2 separate regions of the Sus scrofa genome follow, and region 1 is linked to region 2. Evidence: chromatin contacts called from public Hi-C data. All regions are on one chromosome and are shown on one strand. Each heading gives the region's core, a stretch centred on a gene start, on an enhancer-like site or on the middle of the called end of the contact. The rest is flanking DNA. Distances are from core to core; before and after follow the strand shown. Region 1 holds the start of LURAP1L (leucine rich adaptor protein 1-like). Region 2 overlaps LURAP1L (leucine rich adaptor protein 1-like).

Region 1 (7,791 bases), core at 3,156-5,655, 42 kb before region 2:
GGTGGGTCCTTAATCCCAAATGACAGGTGTCCCTATAAGAAGAGAGAAATTTGGGCACAGACACAGAGGGAAGGCAGGCACATGGATGATGGAGGCAGAGACTGGAATGTCTGGGGCACCAGAAGCTAAGAGGCAAGGAAGGATCATTCTCTAAAGCCTCCAGAGGGAGCATGGCCCCATCAACATCTTGATTTTGGACTTGTCATCTCCAGAACCCTAAGACAACAAATTTCTTTTGTTTTAAGCCAATCCACTTGTGGTAGTTTGTATGGCACCCATGGGAAACATAGAGTTTTATGTGATCCTTAATCTTCCTGCTCTGACTTTGGGACTCATTTGCCCAGTGAGCACTTCACTCAACTCTCAGACTTAAAACTGCACTGCTTTCTCCAGCTTTGAGTTTTTATTTCCTGTCTTAACTATAGTTAATGATCATTCTTCAGTATTTTATGAAACAGAGGTACACTGGGAGCCAGCCCATGCCAACTTGCAACAGTCAAGTGTTAAATTTTTAGGAACTCTGGGAGACATTATGTTAAAAATTACATTGTATAAGCTTCAAATTAGTTGTTATACTGAAACAAATGTAATGCATATCAAAACTCATCATTTCCTTATTATTTGATCATGTTTTACTACATTCTATGCTCTTGAGGATATTTATGTCAATTTTAGGAAATAGCTGGGGGAAAATGTGCTGCTGCCCATTTTTGGGCATTTTCAAGTCATGCTGCTAGTTTGAAATCAGCTATGTTAGGAATACTTACACCATGAAAACTGTCAAAAGCTACATGCCAGTTATTTTTATATTTTCAAAGAACTAATTGTAAACATTTACCATCACTTTATTGAAATAACCTTTTAAGTCCATTTTATAAACTGAACTAGGGTGGCTACAGAGGGACAGGCTAAGGTTAGTTTTATTAAAGATATTTCTTTTCTGGGCCCTGCTATGCACCTTTCAGTAGGAATTCAGAGCTCAGGAGAGTGAGTAAAAAGAAATAAAGGACTATTACAAACAATGAAGGCAGAGAGATTTGACAGGGATTATGAAGGGGGGATAAGGCAGACTTAGATGCTGGTGACCTACTTTTAGTATTGTCTAGTAAATCTGTCAGGCAAGTGTTTAGCTCTGATTATAAATATTAATTAGACTCCAATCAGAGTACTATTTAAAGGATCTGTGCTCGTTAGAGAGAGATGGAGATAGATAGACAGACAGACAGACATATGGGGAATATATATAGGAAACACATGTATAGGTTGTTCTAGTTGGTAATAAACCAGATGATTTTACTTAGTAAAAACAGTTTCAACCCAGTTACAAAATTATAGGTGATTTAAATGACTCTATAAACAGGAAGGGAAAAATTTTTTTAGCTTTAATAGGTATATAAAATAGGTAGATACTATTTTATGTATGGACAGAATCAACAATCTTTAGTTTTGCTATGACATCTTCTTTGTTAATCATGTCATCATCTGAACAAAAGTATTATAGGAACAGCACCTCTACACATTGAAAACAAGGATTAAAGAACCTGATACCTATTAAATAATTACTGTCTAAAAATTCTTAAAGGGAATATGAGGCTATTCACTGCTGGATATTATTCTGCACTATGGGGAGGGGAGTCTCAGGTTAGAGATGTTGCCCTAGTCCTTGAACTCTGTGCCAGCAAGGATTGAGACTGCTGCAGACTTTCAATCAGTGCCAGAGAGAAGGTAAAAGGCCTTTTATTTTTCTTTTCACCGTGATGCCAGCAGAAGCTTAAGGAGTGGCATTACTCACACTGTACAAAGTCTTGTTGAGTCTACCTTTGCTCTAAACACGGTCTCATAACAAGAAGTGTTCTAAGGGTGCAATGTATGAAATACGCATCACATCATTCTGTTTCTGTGACTGCAGCATTCTTTTAAAACCTGTCATCTGAGTCCAACAATGCTTCCGTTTCAGTAGCTACTAGGTTTGTTGTTGTTTTCTGTAATGGTAAGTCAGAGGCTCTCTTTCCTTCTCTGTGAACACAATCCAGCTGAGAAGAAACTCAGTCACTTGAAGTTCTCCTTAGTTTAATACTCCTCTTAGATTCCTTAGGCATGCTAAATGGAAAATAGTTCATGCATAAGGTGGTTTATATATAAGGTGGTTAGAAAAGGACATATGTAATAAAGTAATCTGGGTCTAAAAAGTTATATCACAAACACAAATAATATAGGAACTACTTTTATGATTTTACTTTTCAATATATTACACATCTGGAAACACCCTGACTTGAGGTTGTTGCTGGGAGATGCTATCAATAGAGGAAACAAGAAATGGTTGGAAACAGACAAGGAAAGTAGAATCAGGAAAGGAGCGCTGCTAAGAGGGAGGGATCAGAGGAATATAAAAAAAAAGATTTGAGGAGTTTTTCCTTCCTGTTTCTTTCTCTCTTCTCCCTTTGTACTCTCTTATTTTTGATGACCTCACTGCATCCCCAGGCTCCCATCTTAGACCCATCACTGCAGTTCTTATCAACTAATCCCCAATCAATATGGAATACAAGTCTAACAGCAACTAGTTAAATCTCCAACACATTTTTTTTTTTTATCATAGAAAAATCTTAGGAACAAACAAAAACCTACTCTCAATACCTGAAAGTAAAAAAGAACTTCATTATTGAAAATTTTGGGTAATCCTTAGATCAGACTACATAAAGCAGTAATGAAAGAGCTAACACAATCTATAAGAGTACTATGATTGATTCTAATATGTTTTAAAAATTATCATTTTGGCATTCAAAACAAGTCTACTTTAAAATATCATTAAGTATTAAGTTGAGAAATTTTAAAATGCTTAACATAACTAAGTTTTTCTTTAAAAAGTTTGTTTGCTTTACATTGCACTGGCACAAAGTACTAATTTAGAATATATGCCATATCTTTATTTTCAGAGGAATTTTCTAAGCAGAAACCTAAAATGAAAAAAACAAGTTTTCTATTTTTGACTTGTCTTAAGTAGCAAATACAAAGTTTCCTGTCTGTGACTCACAACAAAGGTGTTCTTTTTCGTACAGTTACATTGATGATAATTGGATAATAAACTATTTTGAAGGACCAAGTTCAAGCTGGCTACTCCATTTGTATGCTACTCTGCTCAGTCAGCCCTCTGCTGAACTTTGTAAGGGCTTTATAACAAAATAAATAAATAAATAAATAAACACACCAAAAAACCTGTCCTTTACTATAATACAAGCTTTCCATAATTACATGTCACAGTGCAGTTCTTACCCAATGAGCTTGTGATTTTCCAACTTAGGACAAAGCATGTAGTTTTATCAGTGAGCTGAGATTTAGTCTTGTTCTCCTTTGATTCCATAAGTGGTTGTTCCAACTCAAAATGGGCCACTTAATTTACAACTTCCTCACTTCTTAAAAAAAAAAAAAGAACACACAATTTCTGACACATTGGCAAGAGAACCTGAGCAACTTTCCCTAACATGAAATATTTCTTTCAGAAGGCTTGTTTCTTATCTTTAGGCTTCCTGGATGAATCTCTGCTAAAAACAGTCTCTGAGATGTATATGCCTATATGCTTATCACCTGAGTGATATCTCTGGGAAGGACTAAGAACACAAATACTTATTTGTCACTGAAAGAGAGGGGCCTACATATTGAAATATTCTAATGCAACCCAAAACATTAGAGTTTATTGGATTGAAAATAGCATCCTCTACTTGAAGATTATCAACACAAATTCAATGTTGAATCAAACCTATAATCCATATAGCTGATAACAACTTACTCGGTAGAAGTATCAATAGATGAATTGATGGCATGCTTCAGATTTCTTCTAAATAGTTGAACAATATAGATAAATTAGCAAAAACAACTTTCTCTAGTTATATCCAATATTTCTCTGACATAATTAAGGTAAAAATATCTCAGCAAATTCCTCTTTTTAAAATCCATAACTATCCTCTGTAGTCATATAGATTATTCTATTTAACTTTTCACATCTGCTTGAGGAGACATACCATAACATCAGGAAGACAAATAACTTCTGTTGTACATTCTCACTGAACTTTTGGTGAAATGATTACAGTTTATTCTAGTATAGAATTATTAGGAAAGCCTTCTAAAGTTAAAATTTTGCCATATAGAAAGAAGGAGGATGGGGAATGACACTACATCTAAAAATCATTATTCTGCCTCTAATATTTGTTACCCTTTTTAAAAGTTGTGGCCACCACGCAATTTCTCCGGCAAAACTAAAAATCTAATTCCCGTGTTAGGTACTCAGAACTAAAACAGGACATTGAAACTACTTCCAGTAGCAGGGGTAGGAAATTTTCTCTTGCTCTTCTTGTCTGTGTTATACGGTACAAGGGTTGGTCCGGGTTTGGTCCACCTGCCAGCCGAGTTTAAAGTTTCCGAGGCTTGGAGGAACACAATGATTTGGATCAAACAGCCTAAATGGGAAGAAGGATATTTCTGCTGCATCGAGGAAGCCGTTAAACTTCTGTTAAACGAACTCTCTCTTTTTTTTATGCGTCTATGCACACGACCGACCTTCTCTACCGCTGACCAGAAATTATCTCAGACAATCCAGGATATTCTGAAAGCTTGGAGACATATGGCTGGAAAATGAAACGACCCTGGAGTGTGGCCACATCATTATTTTGTGTCGCATGGTACCAGATGGGCAGTTGGTGAATAGCGATGGGATGTGAACGGACACTTTCATAATGTGAATTTCCCCCGCCCCGCAGAGCTAAAGCAGACTTTATTTCCCTCTCTTTTTGGTCTATAGTACTTGCAATTTCCTCCTCTCTGTAATATCAATTAACTCAACTTGGCAGTGGGGTGGCCAAAAAAGAAGAAGATGAAGTGGGTTCTATAATCTCAGTAAGTGTCGGGGGAGTCACAGCGCCCAGGGAACTGCGGCTGCCACCCGCTGCGTCCTGTGTGGATTTCAGGGCTGATATCGCCCTGGCGGTTATGGAGCAGACGGTGCACTCGATCTTTCAAGGATAGAGATCCGGGCTCCAGAGGGGTGCGCTGAGCTCCAGGCAACCTTGGAGGCTACTGCTGCCTCTCATCCGCAGCCTTTTATTACCATTTTCATCGTTCTTGAGAAGTCATGGAAGACGGCCCACTGCCCGACCTCAGAGACATTGAGCTGAAGCTGGGGCGTAAAGTACCTGAGAGCCTAGTGCGCTCGCTCCGTGGGGAGGAGTCGGTTTCCCAGGAAAGGGACAGAGACCCCCGCGGGGGGAGCAGCAACAGCAGCAGCGGTGGAGGCGGCTGCATGAGTAGCAGCAGCAGCAGCAGCTGCAGTTTCCCACTCTCCTTGTCATCCTCTTCTTCGTCCTCCCCAACCTCTATCTCCCCACGACGTAGCCACTCCAGTAGTGCCCTGGAGAGGCTGGAAACCAAGCTTCACCTCCTCCGGCAAGAGATGGTGAGTATGGCATGCCAGCTGTGGGAGTGGGAGCCGGAGGAAAATGGGGCAGGGAGCAGGTGATAGAGGGCGGCTGGGGTGGCCGAGCTGAGCTCTGGGTGTGTGGGAAACGCCGGGTCGAGGAGCGCGCAGCCGGTGTGAGCCTGGAGGCTGCTTCTGGGAGGCTTGTTTACCGGGGACTTCGTTCGGTGACGGTTGTGAGGACAGCAGAGCCTGCCCTTTTCTGTACTTTCTGACGCCAACTGGCTGTTCAGACGCTTACCATTTAGCTGCCAGTCCGCAGCCTCCCAGACACAAGCCCAAGCGGTCTGCGGTTATTGCACCCATCTGCGGCCTGCTGTCCCATTTACACTTTCGGTTCAAAAGGTGGCTCGGTCCATTGCACTTACTGAAAAAATACTTCCTGGTTTGCCGAGAGGTGGCGCGGTGAGGTCCCTGCAGCCCTTCTTCCTGGCTCACTCCTCTTTCCCCACTAAGGCCCCGCCCCTTGGTGCTGCAGCCTAGCCTTCCTAGGGCACTGTGGAGCTGATTCTTCACAGCTGGTTCTGAAAACAATGGCCCACTCGTCCTTGATGCTCTTATGAATAGCTTGTTTCAATGTTTGGATCCCAAAGAGCAGGTGATCCCCAGGCCTAGGGATTTGCTAATTACCACTTCCTACCCTTCCCCCTCAGTCCTCAATTTGCAATTGTTTTCTGTGCTGTTTGCAAACGTTAGCCTAAGGATAGGACAATAGAACTAGTAAAGATTTGAGAAGACTTGTTATTCCGGATGTACTTAGAGGAGCACACTTATTTACTTGCCCTGAAGTCTTGGGCAAGTCATTTAACTTCTCTGGACTTCCTTTATTCCTACAATGAACTGGTTGGAGGAAATGATTTCTCCTTAAATCTTTAAAAGAGAATGACCTCAAAACAACAGCATTTTCCACCAGTTTAGAAAAGGAGGAAAGTTACAGTAGGGCCCTCAGTCCCCCAGAGGATGGTGCAAAGGATTTTTCAACTAAATAATCCTATCTACTGGGGCTTTGCATGAAAAAGAAGTAACCAGTGATGTTTCCCTAGCTCCTCTCTTTCTGCACTTGGAAGACTGGGAGGGAATAAATTCCACAGAATATAGTAATGTTGGCAAGTATATTAGTGCAAAAGCCATTCTTCAGAGATCATGGCCTATGTTCAGAATTTTTACCACACTAACTACACAAGGGCTCTAAAAACCTCTTTCAAGATCTTTTAAGCTAGTCTACTAAAGGATTTTAATTTTTATGTCTCAAGCATCAATTTTTTTTTGCCAATTGGAATGCACCAGATGTTGAAAGTGAATATGTATAAAGAGACTTACATAGGTCTATGTATGTATATAGGGTCCGTGTCTGTGTATACTCATTCACCATATGTAAAGCAAATGATTTTATTCTACTCATGTTTCATTACACATATATTATTCAACAAGTATTTACTAAGCATTTATTAGATATACCTGGTAATTAACTGGGTGCTCAAAATACTAAAAAAGTTCAAGGAGCCTATTTAGGTCTCTCTAATGTCTTGCACTCATTTGCCATTTATTATTTTAGTATATCAAGGCAAATGTGCTAAAAAATTTTGAAAGATTAAAAAATAAATCTAATTATTTTCAGCAAAAGATACTTTCTAGCCTTCTCTGTTTTTCTTAATGACAATATCATAGAGTTTATAAAAATCTGTTTCCTCAAACTAGATCTTGCTGTGTAGAGTGATTATGGTATATTAATAAATACATTTTATAAAAGCAAACAGAAACAGCAACAACAGCAGGGACAGATTCTTTAATTGATTGTTCATTATATTTTCTATGCAAAGCATCAGTTATCTATGAACCTAGGAGAATTTATGCCAGAACAGATGTTTCATGTTCAACTTTGTACTTTAGTAAAGGTATAAAGACAATGAACACATGATAACATTGGCTATGCAAGTTTAGAGGGAAAGGATCTGAAAACAGGTATATTTCCCTGCCAATGAGAAAGTTTTCCCCCATTTTATATAACTCTTGTGGGTGCTAAAACCCCCAGCTTCAGCATAATTGCAAAATAACAGATTTGTTTTTATGTAGACTTGGCAGTTTTATTATAAACATGGAACAGATGCAGTTCTGCAATTCTTCCTGTCTCCTCCTAGTATCCCCATAGAGAGAAGCTGGGTGATGTCCCTGTGAGTTTCATGTTCTTTTCTGCCCTCTACTATGAGCATTGAGCCCTTGGCATTGGTGACCCCTTCCAGGGCCTGATAATAGGCTCTTGTCTAATACTCCAAAATGAACTGTCTGAGGATACACACGTGCTGACAAAGCAGGAGAATTTATTGGGA
Region 2 (7,721 bases), core at 4,467-6,966:
AGTATTTTCTACTTGGATTTGAGTACACCAATAGAGAAACAATAGACCAACTAAGCATATTCTGTCTCATCCCTCACGCAACGGGAAATAGATTCCCATCATCCTAACAGAGACCCCAAGTGAACACTTCATGAAACCAGATTACCAATCACTGCCGTTCCAAATGGGGAGTAATTTTAGATTATGTGACCTTGGCTGGCCTCTTAGTTCAGTACATGGGTCGCTGGAATTGGCTAATACACATTTTTTTAAAACAGAAGAGTTTAGTACCCAGTTGTGGTACTGAACTGTGTTAAACAATGAGTTAATTAAAACATATAACTTACTAGCCAAGAAGCCCAAACAATAACAAAGCAAACAAACCAGAATAAAAAGCACCAAGTCAGAAGAAAACTGAGTCAGAAAAGGTAACATTCTAGTGCTGTTTGTGATTCACTCCAGAAGCCACTTCTCCAGCAACTGTGTTGAACTAGTTCCAACAGGTTAGCACAAAGGGCATTTTGAGGTCAGCCTCCAACTCTATGCAAGTATAATTTGCAAGAAGTTGGAAACATGGCTCTCACACAAACGTAAAGGGAGCCCATGCAGAAGACTCATTTACTCATTTAACGAGAGAAGAAGCAAGATGGTTTTGATGGCCCAAAAGAGAATTAGAGGAATAGTCTATATATCTTTTGGAGAAAGACATATGAAATAATTCTGTTAAGTTAGAGACAGAACTGTTCCTTGTCAAGCAGAACAATAAAACTATAACTTGAAATTTTTTTAAACTGAGGTGAAATCATTTTCATGTCTTCCAAACACAAATCTACAAGTCAACTTATAACTTCATGTGTGCATTAATTGCTGAATAATTCTGAATTATAAGTGATCTGTTTATAGTGCTGGCCTCTTACTATTTGATTCTGCTTGGTTCTGGTTCTGTTTACCAAGATAGAGAAATGAACAGCATATTTTATAAATATACCCATAAAAAATATAGACATGCAAATACTTAGGTGCATTTTTGGTATCTTGATTATTCCCTTTTTAAAGTACATTTTTTTTTTTTTTTTTTGTCTTTTTGCCATTTCTTGGGCCGCTCTCGCGGCATATGGAGGTTCCCAGGCTAGGGGTAGAATCGGAGCTGTAGCCACCGGCCTACGCCAGAGCCACAGCAACGCAGGATCCGAGCCGCGTCTGCGACCTACACCACAGCTCACGGCAACGCCGGATCTTTAACCCACTGAGCAAGGGCAGGGATCGAACCCGCAACCTCATGGTTCCTAGTCGGATTCGTTAACCACTGCGCCACCACGGGAACTCCTAAAGTACATTTTATATCTCAATGATGCTTAAAGAATAATCTATATTCAATATTTAAAATCTTTCTATAAAAAACACTAATAACTTTGGTATAAATATTTTACAGCTCTCTCAAATTCTACTTAGGGGAAAAGATAAAATTACATTAAGCTTTAATCCTCTTTAAAAAATATCCTAAGGGGAAATACGAAAGTCTCTAATCTACTTATACCAAATGCAGTAGATTAGGCAAGGCCTCTATTCTGTACCTTCAGTAATATAATGGAGCTCTTTGTTAAATTTTCAGTTTTATGTACTAGTTTTTAATCACGAAGTATGTATGCAAACCTACAAATTAATAATTTATATAAAAACAAAGATAATAAATACTCAAATCATCACTTTTGTAATTATTTTACTACATTTTACTTTTTTTTATGGCCACACCCATGGCATATGGAATGTTCCAGGCCAGGGATTGAATCTAAGCCACAGCGGTATCAATGCCGGTTCCTTAAACCTACTGTACTGGGCCTTGGATAGAACATGGCCCCCACCACAGCTAACTGAGCTGCTGCAGGTAAATACTTAACCCACTGCAGTTAGATTCTTAACCCATAGCGGGGACTCCTATATTTTACTATTAATTATTTTCTTGAGTTTATTTAAATCATTTATTGTATCTATACGTTTTCACACTACATAATGCTGTGTGCCTAAGCATCTTTTACCAACCTTATGTTTAGTGACATCCTGTTGGTAGCTTGAGATTCGTCATGGTAGGAGTATTTACAGCACAGAAATTGGAGAATGCTATAAATCAGAACTTTATTTTGTTGAATTTTCTTAAGATAGTGACAGGGAAAATGTATAATAGTACAGAGTAAACTTAAAAGTGTGCCGTGTCCTTAGCTATTACATTATCAATAGCACTAAAATATCAGGAAATATTTTCACACAGTCAAAAACTGTTATCCAACTCAGCAGAATTGCTCCCATCATTGACAAACCAGTCAAGTTCAGACATATCTCTTGCAGAGGCTGAAACAGGCTTCAGTTTAATGAATATAATTTGTACTACTGAAAAGGAGTTTAACCATAGATCACATATCAGATATAAGGACAAAACGTTATTGAGAAAATAGTGTCTTGGGATCAATTCTATTTGTTAAATTATGGTTGAACAGAAACCACAGCTGCTGTGCATACAAGAATTCAGCAGAAATAAACAAAAGCAATCTGAGAATCAATTAGTTACAGAATATGGAATTGACCATAAAAGGTGCTGTATATTTTAATATTATTTGTAAAGTGTGTACTACACATCTTTTGTATCAGCACTGTTTCTATTACGTGTGTTTGTGTGTGTGTGCGTGCACACGCATGTGCACATAGTTTTCTCAGGGAGCCAACTATTCAACATTTACCAGCACATCACCACACCTTCTCCTTCCCTGCCTGTGGAAGCCGCACCACCGTATATCACAGAAGGGCACATTACCATATCCTCATTGACCATGTAAACTCCTATTTTAAGTTCTACATTAGAAAAATGCACATGCAGAAGGAACATTTATTATAAATTAGTGGAAACACTTCCTGCCTGGCCTCTGTTGTGTGTGTGGGAGCTTCTCTGCTCCACATGTGGGGATCCCATATTTTTGTTACATCATCCCAAATGAATTTCAGCTCGGGTGATCTACAGTCTCTTACATTAACCAGAATTGCACTTTGCACATACATATTGAAAGATCCCATGAAAACAGTTTTCACCGTGGGAGGATATGGAAGAAGAATGGCCATCACAGACTTCTAGCTGTCAGTTGGACCTAAAATCTAGTGGAATGAGGCTGAAAAGCTCTTGGTCTTACTCTGGTAATCAGAAGACTTACCAGCAGACCCTGCGCAGGTCTTATGTTCAAGGAATTTATGTTCAAGATTCAGGAGAGTGACATGTGCCCTTTTCAGATAAACCAGATGCAGCTTCTTATTTTATCAAAACAAGCTTAATTGGTCAGCAGTGCTGATGATAGTGTTTTTATGTGCATAATTTAGTCTTTGGGGAAATTACTCTTCTATGAGGTTTTAGGAAGAGAGTGGATTGTTTTCGTTATTGTTCAGTTCCACAGAAAAATAACACCAATGGAGGAAGATAAAGCTGACTGATATAAAAATGGAATCCTCTGTTGTCCAATTCAAAGCAGATTTAGTTGTCAATTTTGAACTAAGCAAGCAGAGGAAAGCTTTGGCAGAATAGCACTGACTTCTAAATGCTGCAGGCTCTTCTCCTGAAGCATCCTAAACCAAAAGCATATTGTACACTGTCTTTCCAGACTACAGGAAGACAATGATATCCTTACAGTCTCTCAAACAGATTAGAGGAAAGCTTTATAAGTACAGCTATTAATAAAAATGATGGAAACTTTAAGGATGGGTCGGTAGAAAATCTTCTGCATTCATCGAATTGAAGATGTGGTAAATTTGAAGAGGGAGCAAATTTGGATACAGGGAGGTTATACAAAGGGAAGCTGCAGATAAACTGGGATAAACTACTAGAAAAATATTCTAAGCACTTTTATGATAACTCTTTAATTTAGTACATAAAGATACATTTGAAATTTTTTGTATATTTAGAAATAAATATGGCTAGAAAAGAAGCCTTCCACCAATTGCAAATCTGAAAAGATACTGATCATTTTCTTCTACTTAGAACTAGGGTTTGAGCATCACATTAAAAGGGAGATCTAATCTAGTTTATTTCTTCTATGTACATGATTATAGGCTTGCTTGCAAAGTAGACTTTCTTCTACTTTATCTAAGAGCTTGTTAACATTTGGGACTTGGGCCATGAAACTATGGATTTTACAGTAGGAATGATTAAGTGGAGGATGACTTGCTTTTATCTAATTAGTCAATTTCCATAAATAAAAGGATAAAAATGGTGAGGGTGAGCTTTGTGAGAGAGATGAGCACATGGTGCTATGCTAGCCAGCAAGAGGACAAGATTGAGTGACCAATGTTCCTTTTTGGCAGATGCATTCAGAAACTCATGTGCGCATTTCAGTAAATATATAGACATAGTAAAGATGATATGTATGTTTATCTTGGAGTAGAACACACACATGATTTTTACTGAAACCCAAATGGCAAAAGTTAAATTATTATTACCACATAATTTCTGATAAGGTGATTAAAATTCACATAGAGATCAAACTTTTGGCTTCAGCCCTTAGTTTTTACTGGATAAATAATTTGCTGGAGATGGAGCAGTAAATTGATTGTTCTGTCTCCTGGAGAGCTTGCATAATGCTCTTATAGCAGAAACAATTTAGTATTCAAATGGCCACAGGAATGACAAAGACTCAAGGACTATGTTAGAATGAGGGAAATCCTGAGACAATCTGATCTACAACATCTTTTTATCAAGTAATATTTTTAAATTTTTTAGAAATTTATTTTTTTTGGTCACACTTGTGGCTTACAGAAATTCCCAGGCCAAGGATGGAACCCATGCCTCAGCCGTCAGATCCTTAACCCACTAGGCCACAAGGGAATTCCCTCAAATAATATTTTAAATGAAGTCTGAATACAATAAGCAGACAAAAGTGATAGGTGGATTCCTCAGTTGAAGTAAATCTTCATTATTGGGCAGAAATTAGTCTTCGTTCACAGCCTGTTTTATTACAGCCACTGGGGCCTGTGGCGCACTGGAGCTCATAATAAACCACCATGATTTTTCTATATATATATGGAAGTTGTATTTGCCCAAATCACATATCACTGACCCAGATCACAACCCAAGGGAGGGGCATTCTTGACAGATGGTTGTTCAAAGGTCACACAAGGAGATGCTGGCAGGGGCAGGCCAGAACACTATCCCAAGCTCCTTACCCACCACCACCAAAGAAGTCAACTTTTTGGCAAGTCCCCATTTAACAGAAAATGTGATCACTTTCTGCCTTGGGTTTCATTGAGCTGGTTCATGACCTTTTGTATTCTTACAGTGTTAAAATCATAGTCTGGACAAAACAGATCTGAAAAAGTTTATTATTAAGAACATTTGCTCTTTCAAGACCCCTCATTTCAAGTTCTACCCTAGGCCCAGTTCATTGCTTGTTTAAATATGACCTGAAATTTCAGCCTTCGTTCAGTCTAGAGTACAGAGACCTGTTTAGGCTACAACCCTGAAGCATGAGAAACTTATAAAGTATGAAGGTGGAATGCAACGCAATGATTATAAGAGCCAGAGTAGAAAAGAGGGAAGAGGAAAAGAGCAAAGCCATTCCCATCTCTTGGGATCCATTGATGCAAGGCTTTAAACTTTTTTTTTGGTAGTGTCCTATTTGTTTGTTCCCCTTGTTTAACTCATTTCACCAAGTGTTTACAGAACAACTGTCCTGGGTTAGTACCAGCTATCACCATGGAACAAACAGAAGAATGTTTGGAGTGTGATTCACCCCATGAAGTCCACTTCCTTTTGTGAGATCCTATCTTGTGATCTGTACATTTAAGCTGGGAAGAACCTTGCCCCAGTTACTCAGTGTTTGGATTCTGTGAATGAATGGGATGGGATTTCATGCTGGGAATGCTTCAGTCTTTCAAGAGTTCTTTCCTCAACCTTGTTCTTTCCCTAAAGTCACATATCATTGACCCAGAGGACAACCCAAGGGAGGGACATTCCTGATAGATGGTTGACCTGAAGCATCAAGCAGCCATGAGACAAACAATGATTGTGTACCTACTATGTGTCAAGAATTCATGTAGGTCTTGAGCACAGTGTGGAGGACAGGACAGACCAAGTGCCCCATACCCTACGATGCTTACATGCTTATGCAGTAGACAGAAAATAATAAATAAATAAATCATAAGCAGATTGCTTTTCACTAGTCGTATATATTATGAAAGGAAGAGAAAAACTTAGAAATATAGTGTCAAACTAAGCATGGAGTTGGATACCCTGACTGATCAGGAAGGGGCTCTCCAGGGAGGAGGTCTCTTAAACTCAGACCATGAGGAGTGCCTCCCAACTCCCAATATCCTCAAAGCAACATTATAGGACCTTATAAGACATCAAGGGAGAAAAACACACAGTTTACTGCCCAAGGATCAGGGCTACTTTATTCTGAATAGCTGGCCAGACTTCAAAAGGACTGACAGGCATAACAGCAAGGAAAGGCTACAGGAGACAGATGCCACATGGTGATTTAGTCCTGTGGTGGACTCTTCATACTTTGAAGGTTCATCAGCAGTAGCACAACCACATCTTAGTTCCACGAGAAAGCAGTGTCAAGTGGCCTGGAGCACCAGGTGATGGACAGGCAGCCGTGTGAACCAGAGGTCCCAGGGCTCCCACAGTGGGAAGTGTTTACTCTCCCTCACAACCCCTCCAGGAGACACAGAGTAGACAAGGTCAAGTCTATAATCATGATCACCCAGATGGACACATTCTAACTGAAGTGCTTTCGTCATATTTTCCCCCAACAGTGGTTCAATGGCCTGTGAATGTTTGCTTTCAGAAGCAAAGAATTTTTTTATTTAAATAAATCATTTCATGGTCAAAGGAAGCCTTTGTTACTTCAGAGTCTACTCCCGTCTCATTCATATTGCTCAATAAAACTGAATTTTTTTTTAATGTGATACAGCCTCTGTGTAGCTCAGACAAAAAATGCTGAGAGAAACTATCCTAAGTATGTTTTAACCCCCAAGTGATATAGATGCTGGGAATACGTATTATTTTTGTCTTAAGAGCTGAAAGTTTACAGATCCTGTTAATAGTCCTATTATAGTTCTAAAATTATGACAATTTCTGAAAAAAAAATCGATCAGTGCTTAAGACAAACTTTTAGAGAAGGAAGAAATGTAAAACATGGTTTCTTTCCTTAGGAATTGAAGCTTAGTTGAAGAAACAGCTACAGGACAATAATAGGTAGCTGTATAAGAGTGCAAAATTTGGCTGTACGGTGAGATACAAATTAAAAGGACTGTAGAGGTTAAGCAGGCTAGCAGAAGAGGCTAGAATTAGCAAGCAGTGTAGATGGAAGAGGTAGGACTTCAAGAATGGGGGAGGCAGATTTGGAGAGGAAGAGAGTCAGGTATTTCAAGTGAGGGGCATAATGGGGAACACACCCAGAGTTGGGCATGCGCCAGAACATTTCATGGGAGGGGATGTGAACAGAGGCAGCTGTGGTTCATGTGGGAAACTGTTGGGAAATGATGACATGCATATTATGGGCACAGCAAGTTTTATTGGCTGCACATGCCTAACTGAAAAATTTAGAAAGACTTTGGCTCCTATTGATTTTCTAGGCTCCTCAGTGCACGTAAGCAAATCGTTGGTGATTTGTAAATATTTGTTGTATCACTTGTAACTTGAACAGTATCTTGATGGCTAATGGGGTGTGGGGTTGAACTTAAACAAAAGGACTGCCAAAACTTCC

The links. Hi-C and Micro-C count contacts between places; a contact is called where the count stands out from the background.
Region 1: a contact with region 2 is called in a Hi-C map of liver, with 4 times the contacts expected there. The contact joins the promoter of LURAP1L here to the enhancer-like site in region 2. A contact is called at or near these places in 1 of 5 promoter capture datasets (liver) and 8 of 47 Hi-C or Micro-C datasets (adipocytes, embryonic fibroblasts, fibroblasts and 2 more).

What each region holds. Positions count from the first base shown.
Region 1 is chr1:209,665,538-209,673,328 of Sscrofa11.1, reverse strand. LURAP1L (leucine rich adaptor protein 1-like) reads left to right here and starts at 4,405. Exons shown (of 2, transcript XM_005660102.3): 1 at 4,405-5,443. The coding sequence starts at 5,123. LOC102165237 (a long non-coding RNA gene) reads right to left here. Exons shown (of 4, transcript XR_001306473.2): 3 at 3,271-3,410; 4 at 1-2,100.
Region 2 is chr1:209,624,671-209,632,391 of Sscrofa11.1, reverse strand. All of the region lies in intron 1 of LURAP1L (leucine rich adaptor protein 1-like), which reads left to right. The region is part of intron 2 of LOC102165237 (a long non-coding RNA gene); the gene reads right to left. Among named protein-coding and RNA genes, the nearest start is that of LURAP1L, 40 kb to the left of the region's middle. Within about 2 kb of position 5,716, at least 15 of the 83 cell types and tissues checked have an H3K27ac peak or open chromatin away from gene starts, as enhancers often do. A contact at or near this core is called in liver, where this site is marked.